Regions from separate parts of the Zea mays genome. Here region 2 is linked to region 1. A link is a contact called in public Hi-C data. All regions are on one chromosome and are shown on one strand. The core of a region is the stretch at or near the end of the contact, and the rest is flanking DNA. Distances in the headings are between cores, read along the strand shown. Region 1 holds the start of LOC100280930. Region 2 holds the start of LOC103632716 (vacuolar iron transporter 1.2-like).

Region 1 (4,063 bases), core at 379-2,878:
ATACAAATTCTTCGTGGGATAAAACTACAAAGAGAGGTGGCGGTTAAAGCAATTCACTGGCAAGCGACAAAAGATGTCATGAATATCAAGGTACCCGTTTTTGTTGCAATGAAAACTAAATATGCTGTATTACTAGCAGAAGCATCGTCACGCATGTGACCTCACTTTTTGTTCAAACACGAAACTTGCCACACACAACATCACAAGGACGATCTAACTGTTGCATTTATTGACTACTACTACTACTACATTTAATAAGTAGAGGAACGTAAACACATTCTTCTCTCCAACCACCACGGTCGATGCCCACAAAACCCGCTTGTGTAAGCATTTTTGTTTGATGATGCAGTGGTTTAACGGCATTGCGTTGTATCGAGCGTGAAAGAAGAAAGGTCGACGTGGGTGGTGGTGGTGGTGGCAAAGAGCGTGCAGAGGACGATGCGTCGAGTGAAAAAGGCAGGCAGCCAGGGCAGCATGCAGCAGGACACAGGAAGGGGGGAAGCCAGGACAGGAGCACACACACACACCTTGACACATGCAGCTGGCAGGAAACTCACCGCTTTGCACAAACACAAAGTACTCGCTTACTATGGGACTGCACTGCAAATTGATGAGAGAGGCCGGGTGGTGTGACTGCAGAATGTGGACCTGCTGGTCACTGAAGAGCCTGAGAGCCCGGCCTAGAGCTCTCCTCCTCTCCCCTCCACTGCAACACACACACATACATCCAATCTGAAAGCAGTACTGGGGAGAGAAGAAGTCTGCCTGCCTTGCCTTGCTCCTCCAGTCCTCCCCCGACCCCCGGCCGGCCGGCCGGCCGCCCCTCCCCCATAAAAAAAGGGTGCACTGCTCCACAGAGCAAGGGGTGGGGAGAGAAAGAGGAAGGGGAACCCAAGCCCTGGGGCGTGGGGGGAAAAATAAAGCATCCCAGCAGGCGCACGAGCTCAGACAGCCTTTTCGTCCCCCAAAAAATAATCAGATCATCATCAGTCAGTCGTCTCATGCAAAACAAAACAGGGGAAAAAAAATCAGATGCAGTCTTCTCCTACAATATCAATATGGAGCAGGAGTAGTACACATACCTACATGGACATGAACACAGATTTTTAATTCCAGGAGGTACGATTTTTTTTCTATAGTATACAATTATCAGTCCAGTCTTTATTGTGTGAGGAGGCCAGATGCAGGTGTGGAGACAAAAGCAATGGTTCCTTTGACTCCAATGGCCTCCTAAGTGTCATTTTCTCATACATGGTGATGCCTGCCCCTCCTTAACAACAAGATAATCTCATATTCTCTCTCTCTTTTCCCCCCTTCTTTGCTTCCTAGCTACCTCCTCCTTTATTTCCCTCTCTCTCTCTCTCTCTCTAACTTTTTATGATACTAGTAGCAATAAGGAGGAACAGCACAAGAGACCAGTTCATCCCTGGTTGCCTCTCACAGTCATCTTCTTGACAAGAGAGAGAAAGAGAGGAGAGAGTAACTCCAGTACTGGAGACACAGACACCCACCAAGGCCAAAGCAGAAGCACAAACGAGAGAAGAGAGCCCCCCCCTCTTCCACACAACACCAAGAACCTTCTCTTCCTCCTCTTGTATATATCCATCAATCGCATGAGCCCTCCTCCAAGCTAGCCGGGCATGAAGAGAGGAGAGACCGCGGGGTGGGAACTGCAAGCGTCGTGCGATCAGGAGAGAGGGGCGTCAGCCGAAGGTAGACGGCGGGCGATGGAGGCGAGCTCGGCCGCGTCGCCGGACCTGTCGCTGCACATCAGCCTGCCTAGCAGCGCGGCGGGGTCCGGCCCGTCCGGCAGGCGCGCCGCCGTGGGGGGAGGAACGGGAGGAGGAGGAGGCGCCGGGGGAGACCCGTGGCGGAGGCTGAACGGGTCCACAGCGTCCACGGAGCTGTCCCTGTCGCCGCCGGTCGAGCAGGAGCACGCGGACGCGCTGCCGTGGCGACACCGGCCGTCGGCGGCGGCCGCGTCCTCCGCGGCCACCACGTCGGCGGGCGCCACGCTGATGCCCGCCATGCCGATGCTTCAGCCGCTGGACGGCGGGGGCGGGCTAGGCGCCGGCGCCGGCGCAGGAGGGGGAGCGTCGGTGGCGCTGCCAATCCGAGGGATACCTATCTACAACGGCCCGGGGGGCTTCCCGTTCCTTCCGCCGGCCTCCGGGGCCGACGGCGCCCCCCTCCACCACCACCAGCAGCAGCAGAAGCTCGGGTTCTACGGCTCGTACCACCCGAGCACGTGGCCCTCGTCGCTCGGCTCCACGTCGCCGTCGCCGTCGCCGCTCGCGCCGGGCACGCCGCCGTCCCCGCTGCTGGACCCAGCGTCGGCGGCGTTCCTGTCCCCGGCCGCGCATCACCACCACCGGATGCTGTCGGCATCGGGCCGGCTCAACGGCATGCTCACCGACACCCTCCGCGGCTACGGCGCTGGCGGCGTCGGCGGACTGGGCGGCATCGTCGGCGGGCACCACCACCACCACCACCACCTCCACGGCGCGCAGCCGTTCGGCCTGGGCTCCCGGTTCATGCCCAAGCTCCCCGCCAAGCGCAGCATGCGCGCGCCGCGCATGCGGTGGACGAGCACGCTCCACGCCCGCTTCGTCCACGCCGTCGAGCTCCTCGGAGGCCACGAGAGTGCGTGCCCCCCGGCCCCCGAACAACAGCAACCACGGCTGAATTACACCTCCGATCCCCGTCCTCCGATCCCTGTTCTCAAAATAAATATATCTCCCTCTCCCTCGCCTGCAGGGGCTACGCCCAAGTCGGTGCTGGAGCTCATGGACGTGAAGGATCTGACCCTAGCCCACGTCAAGAGCCATCTCCAGGTACGCGCGCTAGCACTTCGGCCATTGCCAACCAACCATCTCCGAAACTCTGGGCTCCGAACGAATTCACCTCCATCATCGCATTCGCAGGAGAGCCTTGTGATTTCCTTCGCCTCCCTCCTCGCGCCATTCTTCCTTTCTTTTTTCTTCTCTTGTTTGGGTCAGACAAGAACGCCAATGCAGTAACTCCAGACGGTGAATGAAACGGTCCGATGGGCGGGGCCTCGTTCGTAGCCAAGAAACTGCCATTCCTGGCGGAGGAGAGAGATGCATGGGTGTGGGGATGTGTGTGGATGAGAGAGAAAGAGGGCAAAAGTAGTCATCATTACACAATAATGCAGTGTATGTGCATCCGCGCCTAGTTAGCGTATGTGTGTGTAGGTGTGTGCGCGCACGGCCCAAAGCACTAGTCACAGCTTCAGAAAGAACCATGGCCAGAGGAGAGAGAGAGAGAGAGGGCATCATAGTATTTCCATGTGTCCATTTGCTGGTGTTCTCTTGCGCGCCGATCCGCCTGCTCATCCATTTGTTTGTCTCCTACTACACCTCCCATCCCCACCAGTGATTTCTGGTTTGCATTGCATTGGCCTGTGAGCTCATCGCTTTGCTTTTTTTTGTGTGCTTTCCTCGCTTCCCCCCTTTCTCAGATGTATCGGACCGTGAAGAGCACTGACAAGCCTGCGGCGTCATCAGGTACCGCCGCTAATCCACAATGCCACGCGCTCATCGGGTCCCGATTTACTACCTTATTAGATCGGAGCCGGGGGGACTAATCAAATCAATCACACTGCTAATATAACGGCTGGTATACGGTGGCGGTGCGTGTTCAGGGGCGAACGACGGCGGCTCCGGCGACGAGGACTTCGCCGGCGGTGGCCAGGCTGGCTCCGGCGGCGAGAACATGTGCGCGAGGCCGTTCGGGGAGCACCGGTCCACCTCCGAGGGTGCGGCGAGCTCGGTGGGCGGCGGCGGCGGGGGCGACATGGACCAGTCTTCGGCAGGCAACGGCAGCACCAGGTGGAGCAACTCGTCAAGGTACTCAATCCTGCACAAGCGCGACTACCCGTACTAATAATAAAAAGGGCAGCATCATGTGTGTTTGCGAGCGTCTGTGATGACCTCATGAAGCCTCTGGCCTCCTTTACTTTGTTGTTGTTCCCCAACTAGCTAGCTAGATAGCTAGCGCGTACACACATATGTGCACGTTTTGCTTAATGCACGAACTACTA
Region 2 (4,104 bases), core at 814-3,313, 650 kb before region 1:
CCTAAATAATAATCCACATCTGACAATAGTACACCACGCAGCCATCAAACAAAGAAGCAGTGACCGTAGCCACGTATGCATATAGAGCTGCACTTATTTTCCCTCGCCAACCTAGCCGGCCGGTGATGATTGATATGGGGCATGCGGCGACCGGCCTGCTTCACTATTTTTGCTGCATCACACCAGTCTTCATATGGACTGCACGGCCCTGGCCATGGCGAAGGCGGCGGCGGAGGCGAGCGCGCCGACGACGGTGGTCTGGACGGCGCTGAAGAAGGGGCGGTCGCCCGTGAAGCGGCCCTTGACGAAGCCGAAGAAGAGCAGCGCCGCGAGCGTCACGGCGACGGACACGGCCATGGCGCGCGCGGCCTCCGGCACGAACATGTAGGGGAGCAGCGGCACCAGCCCGCCCGCGACGTAGGACAGCGCGATGGTGGCGGCGCTCACCAGCGCGCGCCGGGGCTCAGGCCTCTCCAGCCCGAGCTCGAACTTCATCATGAACTCCAGCCACGCCTTGGGGTTGTTGCGGAGGGAGGTCACCACGGGGCCGTACTCCTCCGGGCCCAGCCCGTACTGCGACAGGATGTCGGCGATCTCGGCGGCCTCTGCATTATTTGCATGCGAAATGTACAGGACGGACGAGGCGATGGTCAGACGACCTTACTACATATGCATTAGCCGTCTGAAGAGAAGAAGGTGAGCTCGTCGCGGGCGGTTGCGTTTGCTTACCGACGTCGGGGACGGTGTCGATCTCGTCCTGCTCGCGCTGCAGCTCCCGGTTGTAGTGGTCAGCCTCGCTCTTCGCCGCCAGGTACCTGAACGCACGCACAGCACAGCAACTGAAGAGGTTAGTTTTGGTGGGTGGGTAGCTGGGCTCAAACGTCATTTATTTGGGTCAGATTCGTGCGGGCCGAATTGCGTGAGTGCAGGCCCACAAGCTGTTGGAAACACAAACAAACAAATGAATAAAATAGCAGTTCGCAATTTTGGATCGCAATTTTTCTGAATTCTTGTCTCTTTCCTGACCAGTGACCAGAGTGCTGCACTGCAGAGAGCAGTAATTGCATCTGTGGATTTTTTTTCTTCCTGTGGAAGAAATATGACGCTAGTTTGCCTTATAGAACTTATGCTTCTGGAAGAGAAGTATTGTATTTACAAACGTCTAGCTATGTTTAGTCATGTTTGTACTGAGTCGTCATATATACATTTCGATACCAAAAACACACACTTTCAGACGTGTCCGGAGGCCCAAAAGTACTTCAAATTTCAGAGAGTGTGTTATGCATGTAACGAGTATCCATCGGAAAATGTTTCCGAGCATGAGAAACGCCCTTTTATAAATTAATTAACTGGCGATCAGGAGTTTTAATTAGCAACTGATTACGTTTGCATAAACGCGCTGTAATGCGCAGAAGAATACGAAACTGAAACCAACAGCTGCATGCACGATCTGTAACGTTGGGAAGAAACAAGGGCATGTGAAGCCAAGATGAGCTCAGCACCAGCCATCAGTTATGCTAATACGCATGTCGGGTTGCTGACCGCACCGCGGCACCAGTGAACTGAAGAAGCAAATCGAGAGAGAGAGAGATGCGGTCTCGGATGGAGCATGCATGCGCGGAAGAGAATGGGGATCCATGCGAAGCTTACCCTCCGAGCCCCATGGAGATGGCGCCGGCGGCGACCTCGGCGAGCCCCGCGGTGAGCACGAGCGCGGAGGAGGCGTTGGCGCCGGACAGCCCCGCGGCGAGCGCGAAGGGCACGGTGAGGCCGTCGGAGACGCCGATGATGATGTCCCGGACCACCTCGCCCGCTGTGAAGTGCTTCTCGGTGTGCTTCTCCAGCAGAAGCTGCTGCTTCTCCTCGTCCTGCACCAACGTCGTCTTGCCGCCGTTCAGCGCCATCTCTTCTCGCACGCTCAAGACTCAAGAGGGGGAGGGGGAAAAAAGATCGCGCGCTATTAGCTAAGCGTTCGTTTGATTAGTCTTGGAGTGATTAATCAGCCTGTGGGCTGTGGTGTTTGTGCTAAGATCTTGCTGCTAGCTGCGAGGTTTTCTGTTGGTGAGGCGAACGCTGAGCTGGGAGGGGCATTTATAGGGGTTAGCTAGCTCGGGCGGAAATGACCAACTTGGACATGGGGTGGTAGTCGATGTTGCTTTTGTGGTTTTGGAGTGGGTGGCTGTGGCTTCACAAAGATTCAAACCAGTGTGAATGTCTGGTTTCTCTTTCGCACCTGACTTCATATTTTTTAGAATTTTTTTTATAAAAACATGTTTCAGATCCCTAAAAAATCCATTCTAGATGTCATTTTAATTTTGACATTCCGCCTTAAAATAAGTTTAGTGCAGGGACCAAGCTTCTACTCATTTTTTTCTTCACAACAAAAAGAATCCAAAAAGTTTAGTGTAGGGACCAAACTTCTACAAAAAAACATATCATGTTTTCTCAACCGATTCCACCTGTTTTCACTGAGTCACTAACGAAAGCTTAAGAATGACCACACCAGTTTTTAGACACCAATGATTTGAGAGATTTTTGCCATGTTTGTTTCAGCTTCTCGCCACCAAAAACTGTTGCGGACTAACAAACGCTCAGCTTTTCAGGCGACTTCTATAAAAATTAATTTGGTAAAAATAATCACTCTGAATGGTGAATCGTCGGGATACGATGAATTATACTGGTTTAGGCTTACGCCCTAGTCCAGTGTAGTGTTGATCGTAGTATTGGCTGGACAGTGTCACAAATTGTGCATGTGTATGAAGAAAGAGGGGCGTCCCTTTTATAGTTCAAGGGAACTTTACATAGGTGGTATGTTTTCCTCTAGAGAGAGAGGTCTGCTTCCTTGGGTACTGAAGCGTATCCTCGGGGTCCGTAGGGTCGAGTGTGGGTAGCTGTACTTCCGGCGTGGCGCACTGCGTCATCTGTCCGGTATGTAGGTCCCTGTAGCGAGTTTGATGGTGTCGTAGTGGCATGATGTGTTGCCCCGTCTTTCCTGGTGCGTGGATCACTATAGTGACTCCGGTGCTGAAGTCCCCCATGACCGAGGTTGACTGGCCCCACAAGGCAGACATGATGTGCTAGGGATCGTACATAGGGTTGAAAACGGACGAGTAAAATCCCGTCCTGGCCCATACCGTTTTCTACATTTGACCCGACCATTTTCGCATTTATGGAAAAATATGGAAACAGGACGGAAACAGTAGAGGGTTTATTCTATCCGTTTTTGCATGATCCTATTTTTATTTGCATTGAACCCGTATTTATTTCTTATTTGATAAATATGGGACAAGCCTAATATACATTAGTATATAAACTAAAGCCTCGTGTCTTTAGGTGACAAATTATAGCACAAGTGGTCATTGTAACCATCGGCTCTTTTCAATGACAAGTGGTCTAAAATCTTAAACAACACCGGATGTAGCTAAATGTACACCATTAGCAACCGAACAACAATAGAATGTTGCCTCTCTGTATCTATTTGTTTGATGTTATTGTACTGCCAATCAATCACTAGTCAAACATCAATATCATTTCTGTTTACATTAAATTATGAGTTTTCATGTAACACCTCGTCCAATCCCTGGACCGATGGTACTTACTCCTGGCAGCTCTTTAGGGTCATATATCGTCCCCACAGACCAACACGAGTCTTTTGTGTGCATTTTGTCCTCACTCATGCGCACCAGAGAAAACTTTCCGGTCGGTCACCCATCCCAAATTGCTCCAAGCCAAGCACGCTTAGCTTGGAGGTTTTTTCGAGATAGGCTTCCGAAAAAGAAGATTCACCTTGTTGGTATGGATAATTTATTAATTCTATTAAGTCTTGGACAAGGAAATCACCATCCCAGGGGCCAGATTATCACAATCCATTCCCTTAGAAGACCGACGTCCTCGTCGGTCAACCCCAATACAGGAACCTCCCCTCTTAGCCACGTCTGTGTGTCTAGTGTCGTCATATGCCATGCCATGTGACCACTCCGGGCCCACATGCGCCATATACCCGAACCCCCTAACCCACACACGCCCGTGAAATCGCGAGGGTCGGTTCTGATATCACTTGTAACACCCCGTCCAATCCTGGACATGCGGTACTTACTCCTGGCA

Evidence for each region. A called contact is a pair of places that touch in the nucleus more often than the background predicts.
Region 2: a contact with region 1 is called in a Hi-C map of bundle sheath, with 4 times the contacts expected there. The contact joins the promoter of LOC103632716 here to the promoter of LOC100280930 in region 1. A contact is called at or near these places in 2 of 25 Hi-C or Micro-C datasets (bundle sheath and leaf).

What each region holds. Positions count from the first base shown.
Region 1 is chr7:111,915,811-111,919,873 of Zm-B73-REFERENCE-NAM-5.0, reverse strand. LOC100280930 reads left to right here and starts at 1,628. Exons shown (of 6, transcript NM_001366637.1): 1 at 1,628-2,643; 2 at 2,758-2,834; 3 at 3,482-3,527; 4 at 3,665-3,869. The coding sequence starts at 1,641.
Region 2 is chr7:112,562,558-112,566,661 of Zm-B73-REFERENCE-NAM-5.0, reverse strand. LOC103632716 (vacuolar iron transporter 1.2-like) reads right to left here and starts at 2,063. Exons shown (of 3, transcript NM_001319724.1): 1 at 1,651-2,063; 2 at 730-815; 3 at 1-605. The coding sequence starts at 1,904. The coding sequence ends at 190.